2 separate regions of the Sus scrofa genome follow, and region 1 is linked to region 2. A link is a contact called in public Hi-C data. All regions are on one chromosome and are shown on one strand. The core of a region is the stretch at or near the end of the contact, and the rest is flanking DNA. Distances in the headings are between cores, read along the strand shown. Region 1 holds the start of ARHGAP24 (rho GTPase-activating protein 24). Region 2 overlaps ARHGAP24 (rho GTPase-activating protein 24).

What was found. Hi-C and Micro-C count contacts between places; a contact is called where the count stands out from the background.
Region 1: a contact with region 2 is called in a Hi-C map of brain, with 4 times the contacts expected there. The contact joins the promoter of ARHGAP24 here to the enhancer-like site in region 2. A contact is called at or near these places in 16 of 47 Hi-C or Micro-C datasets (alveolar macrophages, brain, embryonic fibroblasts and 11 more) and 1 of 2 datasets of contacts at active chromatin or transcription factors (skeletal muscle).

The regions. Positions count from the first base shown.
Region 1 is chr8:133,503,261-133,509,071 of Sscrofa11.1, reverse strand. ARHGAP24 (rho GTPase-activating protein 24) reads left to right here and starts at 3,007. Exons shown (of 10, transcript XM_021100782.1): 1 at 3,007-3,051.
Region 2 is chr8:132,991,567-132,996,877 of Sscrofa11.1, reverse strand. All of the region lies in intron 3 of ARHGAP24 (rho GTPase-activating protein 24), which reads left to right. Among named protein-coding and RNA genes, the nearest start is that of ARHGAP24, 510 kb to the left of the region's middle. Within about 2 kb of position 2,072, at least 10 of the 83 cell types and tissues checked have an H3K27ac peak or open chromatin away from gene starts, as enhancers often do. A contact at or near this core is called in brain, fetal skeletal muscle, retroperitoneal adipose tissue and 1 more, where this site is marked.

The sequences.
Region 1 (5,811 bases), core at 1,758-4,257, 510 kb before region 2:
TTAGAGGTAGAATCAGAGCTGTAGCTGCTGGCCTATACCACAGCCATAGCAACACCGGATCCTTAACCCCCTGAGCGAGGCCAGGGATTGAACCCATGACCTCATGGATCCTACTCAGATTTGTTTCTGCTGAGCCACGATGGGAAGTCCTTTGTCAGATTCTTAACTCACTTACTGCTGTGGGAACTTTGCAATAAAGTATTTTTTTTTAAAATTAAGGCACGTACATTGTATTTTGGACCTAATGTTATTGCACACTGAATAGGCTACAGAATAGTAAAAACATGGTTTTTATATGTACTTGGAAACCAAAAAGTTTGTATGATTTGCTTTATTGAGATATTTGCTTTATCATGGTGGCTTTTAACTGAATCCACAATATCACCGAAATATACCTATATTCTTTTCTTATGCTATTCCATCAAAATCCGGGTTGCTCCTTCAGCTTGGGTCCCAAGATGAGGAAGGCATTCGGCAGGAGCTGAAGCTCACACATACATAAATGATTTCATTCTTGTCAAAAGCTCAGATTTTCAGTCATTTGCTACTGCAGTATATAACTAAGCTGATTAATACAAAGAACGAGGGTAGTTGCATTACCCTTAAGAGGCAGAGGGATAAACTATTAGTGTAATATAGAGGACAGAGCATATATTTTAGAGTTTGAGAGTTACAGGTTTGGCCCAGGTTTGAATTTTATGGTTGTGAATACATAGGATAGTTATTAAACTATTTGAACTTTGGTTTTTTTCACCTGTAACATAGGATCCATCGACATAAACTTACAACTTTGCTGTGCAAATTAAATACCTGCACGAAGGTAAAGCTTACTGCTATAACTAACAATCACATGCAAAGCTACATAATGACTCAAAGTGTATGGAAGTTTGTTTCTTACTCCCCGTAACTGCAAAATGCATGATCCTGATTATCGCATTTTTTGTTTCTCTAAGCAACGATTCAGGGAGCCAGCCCCTTCCTTCCTTTGGTGGCTCTGCTGGCGGCAGCATTCGGTGTCCACGGGGCCTGGGACCTTCCTCCATTCTCATCACCTGGAAGGGGAGAGGGACCCGCAGGACCTCAAGAGGGAGATTTTCCTGGGCTGGGCGTGGAAGTGCAGAACACTGCTTCTGCTCACTTTCCAGTGGTGAGAATCCAAGGTCCGTGGTCTCACTCAAGTATCGCGTAGGCTGGAAATATAGTCAACTATGTGCTTCAGAAGAAAAGGAAATTGGTTTGATGAACAGTAAGCAGCCTCTGCCACAGTGGTAGGTGTGAAGAACAAGACTACTTATAAGAAGCTAGTGGATGCTTCATAAACATTCTTCCTGTTTGCCTCTCTAGGTTTCTTCAAGCCTTGTGTAAATATCCAAAAGAGTTGTATCTGTGGAAACATTCGTTTGTGCTGTATATTAGAAAATCATAGGCTTGGAGAATAGACTTGTGGCTGCCGGGGGGTGGGATGGGGTGGGGGGAGCTTGCAAACTATTGCTCTTGGAATGGATTTACAGTGAGATCCTGCTGTGTAGCATTGAGAACTATGTCTAGATACTTACATCACAACACAACAATGGGAAGAAAAAGTATGTATACATGTATGTGTAACTTGGTCCCCATGCTTTATAGTAGGGGAAAAAAAAAGAGTTTTATCTACTGGAATCAAACACGTGGCTCTAAGATGGCACATATGGACACTGCAGCCATGAAAAAATTATTAGTTCAAGGGTCTTTCTTGCCTGATAATTCTCAGTATTCATACAGCAGCTTGAATTGTGGAAATATCTTGGTTCATTGCCTGTCCGAATTAGAGGTAAAGCTGGAGCCATTCAATTCTTGTTTATTGAATACCTAACTGAATCAATATACCTCTTTTGATTTTATAAAATATCATGACTGAGCAAGCGTTGTGCCCTCTCGTAAGGCATTGTGGTAAAATATGAGAACTACGCTGGCTCTCTGGAGAATGTTTCTTGCCATTCAAGAATTGCTATATGACTTATTTGCTATAGAAAATGGTTGTATTTCTAACATAAAATGAAGACTTTACACAAATTTTCACTTTTAGTTATGTTATTGAATAATTCCCTTGGGTTTACATTTCCATAATTCTGGATACATGTGAAAGCTACTGGTAATTTCTGCTTATCAAAATTGGGTTAGTAAGAGTCTTTCCCAACACTGAAGGATTTTTTTTTTTTTTTTGGCCACACTCATGCCACGTGGAAGTTCCTTTGCCATAGCTGTGACCGGACCCACTGTAGTGACAGTGCTAGATCCTTAACCTGATGTGGCTCGAGGGAACACCTAAAGATGGTTTGAGTCTCAGTTTTTCTTGACCTCTTCTTAGGTGCTCAGTCTTGGGCAACTTACATTATATATGTGGGCCTCAGTATTGTCATCTGTAACACAGGATGAGGATAAATCTCGGTTATATATTTATAGTGAGTTTTTTTGGTCACATCTATGGCATGCTGACGTTCCCAGTCCAGGGACTGAACCTGCACCACAACAGCAGCCTAAGCTGCACAGTGACAACACCAGATCCTTAACCTGCTGTGCCACTAGGGAACTCCCTATAGTGAGTTTTAAATGAGGTAAAATGTGTAAAAAATACATTTTCTGAATATAGTAAATGCTTAGCAAAAGAAAACAATGATACCAGTAATAGCATCATCATCATCATAGAATAATAAGTAACTATTTCCAAGTAGTGGTATATTTTTCTTAGAAGTACACTATATAAATGAAAGAGGAATGATGTTTAAACATATTTTCTCTTAAAAGCCATCATCCCTACAGAAAGCATGCAGTGAGGTTGGAATATGCTTCCTCTAATGCCTAGACCAAGCTTTTGTTCTCACCTGAGTGTTTTGACATTGCGTAATTGGATAGTAAACAAATTATGTCACATGCTTGGCGTTTACTTCTTGATAATTTGGAAAAGCCACTAGAGGGTGCTACTTTGCTAGGAAAATAAAAGCACCTCCCAACAGTAGCATTCAGTCTGCAGCGGAGGCGTCTGATGTTAGGGCCAGAACTGAGCTCTCTGCTGTGAGTATCCGGATACAATTTATTCATTTATCGTTTATGTGGGAAGTAAATAGCAATAGTGTAGGGAAGCCACAAAAGTTGATACAAATAAAATCCTAGTCTTTTCTTTCAGTAAAGGGTTCTAACCAATGCTGCTGTGAAAAAGCTGTGACTATCTCTTGCCAAACAAAATTCTGAGGCTGTATGACTTTCTTAGGAGAGATAGCCTGGCTTTAATTGTGTGCTGTGTTTTGGCTAGATAGCTGGTGGTCTTAAGTTTGGTGGAATGCTTTTCTTCTGTCTTTGGTAGTTTTTGTTACAGGGATCTGTGAAAATGAAGATCTTATATTATTTTTGCCCTCTGAAAAATAGCGTGTCAGTGATCCAAAGGTCCCACATGTGCAGGTGGGTGAGCGGCAGACAAACTAAGCGTGTGACCTTCCTATTCGTAACTCTGGGTTGAGAGTGAATGTCATGCCGGCGAGAGGTTGTGAGACACGTCAGCCTCAATTATGAAGAACAGCCTTGAGTGCATAGTTCATATTCTTTGGCGAAAGCATCTCTGTGAAGCCAATTATCTAAGGATGAAACACAGTCAGCCTGGGTTTATCAAAAGATTTCTGTAGATCAACTCTCGTCTTTTCAGCCGACTGTGAGGTAATGATACAGATGGAGAAAGATTGTCAGCAGTTAGACGAGAGGAGGAAATAAATGCGGAAACCTAAAAGAATCCTAATTCTCCAGGTGACGGGAACTACACAAAAGCTGGCGTCCTCAGTGTGTACTTTTGTCATCCTGGGTAGAGGAGTTGGCTTCCTGAGGTATTTTTTTCCCTACGACATATTACCTCTGACATAGGAGTGGGGGAAGATGTTTCTGATTTGACCTGCATCAGTGAAAGAAACAACTGGAAAGTTCCTGTCAAAATTATCTGGAAGAGTCTAGCTCCTCAAGTCTTCTGAATTGCTCAGAGTCAAGGTAGCTAATCACCAGTCTACTCAGACTTGATGATTAAACAGAATAAAATCAGGTTACCAGCTTGTGGTGTGTGTGTGTGTGTGTGTGTGCACACCATACACGCATATACACGTGATCACAACTTTAAAAGGTCATGTCAGTCAAGAGCTCAGTCTTACCCTGATGTGATTTTAATATGGATTTAAAATTTTAAATGTTAAATATAACTTTAGCTTGTTTATCTGTTGGAACAGTTTTTGTGAGTTAGGTAGTTATTGATGGTGGGGGGGGGGCAGAGCCAGGAGGCTCGGATGATTATTCACTCTTGAGATGTTTTTATTTCCACCTTTAAATCTTTTAGAGAATTTGAGATGGGTGACATTTGGGTGGCACTGGAAAATGAAAACTTTTTTTTTCATCCGTCTTTTTTATTAATATAATGTCTTTCTTTTTGTAAATTCACTTGAGAATTAGGGATGCAATGTGATGTGGTTATCTCATTATTCACATTAGGGAAGTAAGAAACTCTGATTCACCCTGCTATGGTGGTCAGAAAGGAAATGGTCAAGTTTGGGCTGAGATATTACTGAGAAAAATACCACTTCTTTAATTTGTCAGCTTATGAAACCTGGGTTAGAGAAAATAATACTGAATTAGAAGGAAGATGGGGGATTAAGCTCTCTGCTTCTGATCAGCCATCCCTAGTTGTGGCAAATGAGTTTACCTTAAACCATGGACATGAGTAAGCTTTAGCTTAGATTTTAAATTAAAATTTTTTGGTAAGAAAGAATAATGTCTCTTTGGTTTGCATCAGAGAATTGTTGGAAGTGACGTATAAAAAGTGCCTTCAAACTGTAAAGGCCAGTAGAAATGTTGCCCTGGTCATGACAATATGGTCACAATTAAGCTTAACTAGATTAACCAAATGCTGTTAGGAAAATGCCTTGTTTGCTTTCCCATTCCTTGATTTTCTTTAGCATTCTGACTTCTCAACCTATACATTGCTGTCTTACAAATGACCATATTGAGTGTTTCAGCCTGACAGCAGATGCTAAAGGTGAGGTTATGAGGGAAGTTGAAAAAGGCATTTTGTCTTCTTGGTTAATATACAGTGTCACTGCCAACAGCTCTGCTTTTGCTTTTGGTTTCATCATAGCTTTTCTATGGCCCAGTTCCTACTTTAAGGCATGTCCCTTGGCCTCTTAAGCTTAGATGCTCAAAGAATTCCATGGAATCCCCTTTATTGACTTAAAACCTGAAAGGTTGTGAAATACTGTACTTGGAACTTTTATTTTATTTTGCTCAGTTTTTTTCAAGTGCAACCTTGAGGAGGCAAGTTTTTTTTTTTTTTCTCTTCTTCTTCTTCTTCTTCCAGTATCTTCCTTTGGTATAGCTCCAAGGCTCTTAAACTCTAGATTGAGGTTTCTCTTTAGTTTCTCTTTATTATCTCACTGGGCTGAATTTTGTGGAGTCCTCTTCTTTCACCTTGTTTAAGTAACTAGTAAGTGAAAGCTATGCTTCCCTTTTTAAGCTCATAACACATGCCTATATGTGTATATGCCAATCTCCCCTTACTTATCGGGTAGGATAGCTGGAGATCAAAATATTACCTTTATCCTTTATGATTGATAAACTAAGATTGACTGTGACTTGGAAAGTGGCAATGGTGGCATCTTGATACCACACTCTGAGCTCCGCCAGAGGCAGGCAGCTTGTAGCCTCCTGTGTAGAGCCTACCCCTGTTCCACCAAAAGGCAGGGTGGAGCGTCTCTCAGGGCAGCTGGCTCCCTCTGAGAGAGGCAATAGGGACTGAACTGAGTCTAC
Region 2 (5,311 bases), core at 823-3,322:
ACCCCTTGCTCACGGTGCTCCAGCCACACTGCTTATATATATGTGTGTATATAAATTCATAAAAAGAATATAGCATATATAAGTATATATGTGTGTGTGTTTAAGTATTGGTGTTTATATGGATCTATCTTCTTTATCCATCCATCTCTTTATGAATGCTTAGGTTGCTTCCATTTCTGTACTACAGCAATTGTGATAATGCTGTTCTGAACATTTGGATACATAATATCTTTTTGAATTAGCGGTTTTGTTTTTTTAGCTGTAGTTCCAGGAGTGGAATTGCTGGGTCATGTGGTGATTCTATTTTTAGAACCATCATACTGTTTTCCACAGTGACTACATTAATTTACATTCCTACCACCAGGGTGGCTGGTTCCCCTTGCTCCACATCCTTGCCAACATTTGTTATTTGTGTCCTCTTTGATGATGGCCATTCTGACAGGTGTGAGGTGACATCTCATTGTAGTTTTGATTTGCACTTCTCTTGATGATTAGTGGTGTTGAGCTTCTTTTCTGGGCCTATTAGCCATCTGCATTTCTGCTTTGGAAAAAATGTCTGTTCAGTTCTTTTGCCCATTTTTTAATTGGGTCATTTGGGTTTTTCTGATGTTGAGTTATATGAGCTGTTTATACTTGTTGGATATTAACCCCTTATTGGTCATATCATTTGCAAAGATTTTCTTCTATAATAATGTTATTTATTTGGCCTCCTGCTCATATCTGTCACAAGGCTTTACATTCTGAATTTAATGCCTTGTTTATGTTTTTTAGCCTGTTCTATTCACCACTGTATTCTATGTTCTCAGCTCATAGTTGGCAGACTGTGAACAATTAATCGAGTGTAAGGACACTTTTTACCATCATCTTTCCTTCCCTGGTCTTGCTTATCTTTCCTTTGCATTGAGTGGGTGGAAGAAGATGTCATTCTTTGCATATTTTAGCCTATGGTTTTATTTACTGTGAGACATGCCCCCACCTCGCCCACCATTGTGCTGCGCTCAGGGATATTTTCAAATATAATACCACCTGTAGCTGCTCCTTAGCAGCCCCACACTCTCCCAGACACCCAGATCCTTCTAGGCACAGACGAGCAAGAACTTTTTTGAGCACTTATTCTGATTGGATTCTTGTCAACTCAACAATACTGGAAGGTAGCCACTATTTGCATCATAATTTTACAAAGAAGAGGAAGCTTCAACATGAAGTTACTTGTCCCAGGTCACCAGCTGGTAAGATGGCAGAGCCAGGACCCCTTTCATGCCACCATATTGCAAATCTTTCAGAAGTGGCTGAGGAGGCCAGATGCTTACAGGAGGGTTTTCTCCCTTCAGCATCAGACCTATGGTGATATCTTATGAAAGGCCCTCAGAAGTAAAGAAAACAAAACACTAAAAACAAAGAAACAAATGAAAAAACAGGTTTCTGTTTTCATTTTCAGAAACATCTCTGAGGGCCAGTAGTGGTGTCCTTATGTATGTGACGCTTCTTGCCGCCTGAGTGTGACTTATTTTTGCAGATGCAGTTTGGTCTTATTGGGCATATGCATGGCATGGAGACAGGTGGGGATGCCAGATATCTCATACATGGCTGCAAGCACTGAGGCCAAGGACTGCCTCTGTTACTTGACTGTGGGCCATCTTCTTCCATTGGAATTGGAAGAAGGGCCGTGGTATTGAAACGGAATCAAAGTTGAGATGGAAACAGGATTTCTCTCGGTGCCTGGAGACATTTGGGTACACAGTTTTACAAACTCACAGCTCCGTTCCATGAGCACGGGAGGGGAAAGAAGGGCCCCAAGGAGGGAATGTCTTCTTCAGGCCCGGTGCTTTTCCTTCCTGTTTTATGTGGTAGCAGGGCAGCAGACACCACACCACGTGGTCTGATTATGCCGTTCAAAGACCGAACCAACTCAAAAGACCTGCTCGCTCAAAACTCTCATTTCTATCGAAGGGACTATGGAAAAACATGACAGCGTTTAAAAGTCTGTGTTCTGTTGGCCAGAGTGGGGGAGGGAGTGGAAAGCCGGGTGGAGTGAACAGGCCAGTTGCCATGTGACTCCCAGAGCGCCTGTGGGGAAGACGCCATCTGCCAGCAGTTGGCAGGATTTGGTCACCAGGGCACAGAGTGGGCGATTGTCCTCGGCTTTGGAGGCAGAAGCTGGCAGCTGACCCAACGGAGAGGCAGTCATTGAGCTGAGCTAGGAATGATGTCTCTCTCATCTCGTGCGACACGGACCCTGGGAGGGAACGAGGGAGGGCCCAAGGGAGTAGAAGGAGGAGGAAAATAAAGAAAAGGAATCCTGATTAAGTCTTCTTGTTTATTCAGCTACGCTTGAATTGATTTTGCTCCCTAGTGGAGCAGGCAACCTGCATTTCTGAATTGAATAAATTGCAGAATTACCAAATAATGATAAATGTAAAAAAAGGATGAGAATGAAAAGTGTGTGCGTGTGTGCGCATCTGTAGATATAGGTAGATATAAATGCATGTTGAATTGATTAATCCATGCCCACTCTATACCAGGCAAAGAAGTATTGCATAAATTTCACAATGATGCCTTTAAGGTGGGATCTTTGATGGGGGCCAATTTACAGATGTGGAAACTGAGGTTTGACAAGGTTTCGTCTCTGGTTTGCATGACTCTAAAGCATGTGCTGTTACCTAGAGTTTATGGATTCTGTTGTTAATTGCTTCAAGTTTTTAAAATGTCGCTAGCTAGTTTACACGTCTTAGGAGACCAAAATATTGCCCTGACTTTGCTATATTTCAGTGCCATATTGTACATCATTTATAAGCAACAAATAATCATTTTGATGACCTTTAGCCTACTGTTTTAACTTGTTAGAAGGTAGATATTTTGTGGTAAGTTATACTTGAAATTTCATTCAGAGTACCTAACTTACGTAAAATGCTGTGAGCATCTTGTTTTAAATGAGTTCCAGGGACTGAAGCCTGGGATGATCGCAGTTTATGTGAAGTTTCAAGGCATCATCAGGGCCCCTGGACCTCAGTTAAAGCGAGAGAACCTGAATCTCTGAGCGGTAATGGATGGTTTTGAAATTCAAATTCACTAGGAAGACACTGAAAGCAAAAGAAAGACGGGACAGTCAAATTACTGCATACAGTTACCTGGCTGGAAAAAAAGGGGTTAAGAAAAAGTCACAGAATTTAAACGGAAGCTAGAATGCATCATTAAGAAGATACTTAGGACAACGAAAGAAGTCTCGGACCTTGGAGGAAGAATAGAATAGAAGACTGAGGGACGTCAAGTGTTTGAAAGAATCGGAGAAACCAAACAGACAGAGAAGAGAAGCATTGGTGTCTTCTCTGGAGGGGTGGTTCCCAGTCTCCGTTCCCAATCTTTCCTCCTCTTTCCACGCGGACGCCCAGGCCAGTTGAGACTCACTGCAAGTTAACACAAGAGTGTAGTGGCCGTCATTCTACCCTTTGCTCTCCAGCTCAAGGAAGCACCCAAAACTCAAGTGAAAGTAACCTGAAATTAACTTTGATTATAAATAAGCAAACCCCTTGCCAACGTCACTATTTTAATTTCCATTAGCAATTGCCGCATTGCAGCATAGCTCATCCTACAGCAGTGTAACATCAAGGCTAGAAACTGCTTGAGCAGGTGACTTCTAGGAACTTCCCAGATTTCAAATCCCACAATTGACTGATGGTTTTAGTAAGAGCTATTGAATTGTTGTTGGGTTTTTTTAGATTTTTATCCTCAGTATTTTTTTTTTTTTAAAGCATCACTTTCAAGGAATCCATCTATTTGTTAATGTGTCTTTTCCCAGTGGTTCTGCTGTGTTTGTGTTGATTATCAGATGTGAATTCAGCTTTTTTTCCCAAATATTCAAAGAAGATATGGAAGCCATTCTCTACTTGAAACATGTTTTTCATTTAGTAGGATCCCCGAGTCCCGTGGCCCCTGAATCTGAGAATTTTTTGAATTCTGTTTTTAATCTCAGTCACTTCCTTACTCTATATGTGCGAGAAAGGCATGAGGCCCAGCTCACCGCATGACTGGATAGCACTCCCTCAGTGAGACTGGAAATTAGTCCTCTGAGTGAGAAGGTAATGAGAAGATACCTTTGGCATATTTGTTGTTAAATGCAACCCCACTTTTTTAAGGAGGGAAAAACAGGGTGGAAGAGACTGTTGGAGGCTGAGATGGACCCAGGTTTCTAGGAAGCCCTCCCCATGTCCTTAGAGGCAAACCAGGCAGTTCCTTGGAGCTGTGACACTCCTGACCAACAGGACTCCTCCAGCGTAGCTCGTAACACAAGGGGCAGGCTGTATCGAATCATCTTTCGTACTAGTTCAGGGGTATTTTCCATAATGTCGTGCTGCTGCTTTTGAACGATTCTTGAGTTTTTAAACATCTGTCTATCCTCATAAATGCCCTTTGTTAAGCCCTTATTTCAGAGCACTCGTAATAGGTATCCCAGCATTAGAGGGAATGAGCCACGTGGCACAGAGCAGCACCTGCTCCGCCGCATCCCCAGCCGGACAAGTCGGAATACGTCCTCCATCTCCAGAAGCCTCCTGGCCCTTAATCTAGTCTCAATACTCTCCATTATTCATGCTAAACAATGTGTAAGTATGGATGTGAGGTTAAAGCGAGGTGCTTTTATCTTCAAAGCAGTTGTCATTTTCAGATATAGGTAAACTGCTGCCAGAAAAAGGTAAACAGAGGAGAGTCTTATAAATTCAACAAGTGCTGATCATGTACCTACTCGCATACTACACCGCATAGAAGGCACAAAACACGGATAAAATAGTTGATGCCATAAACTCAAGACATTGGTCAGCTCATTGGCTGCAGAGTACCCCCCAAAGGGTATCACCCAGAAGAATGTTCTCTGGTCAGAAGCACCTACCAGAAGAGTCCTTTGAGGGCACAGCTCCCATCAGTTGGACTCCATTGGAGCCTGAAATTTGTCTGCTTTCAAATTCCACAAGTTCTCCCAGCATCTCCTCCAGTAAACCAATCTCAGAACCACTGGACCACGAAATCATGAAAGATCCATTTTTCTTCATATGATAGTTCTTATATTTAATTGTTATTTTTTCCACTGTATGGTTTGATTTTTAAAACATTCCTCTCATACCCTGACCTTTCAAGTGAAGACTGAATTCCTTGGGGCAGGGGCTGTGCTTTTCATCGCTGTGTATCCCTTAGCAGCGTGCCTGGACCTCCGGTCGCTTGAGTGGCTGGTACACAGGATGTCAGGACCCTGATTTGTGGGTGACCAGACCAGGGAGTATGGGGACCACAGACACAAACTCCTGTATGTAAAACAGATGAG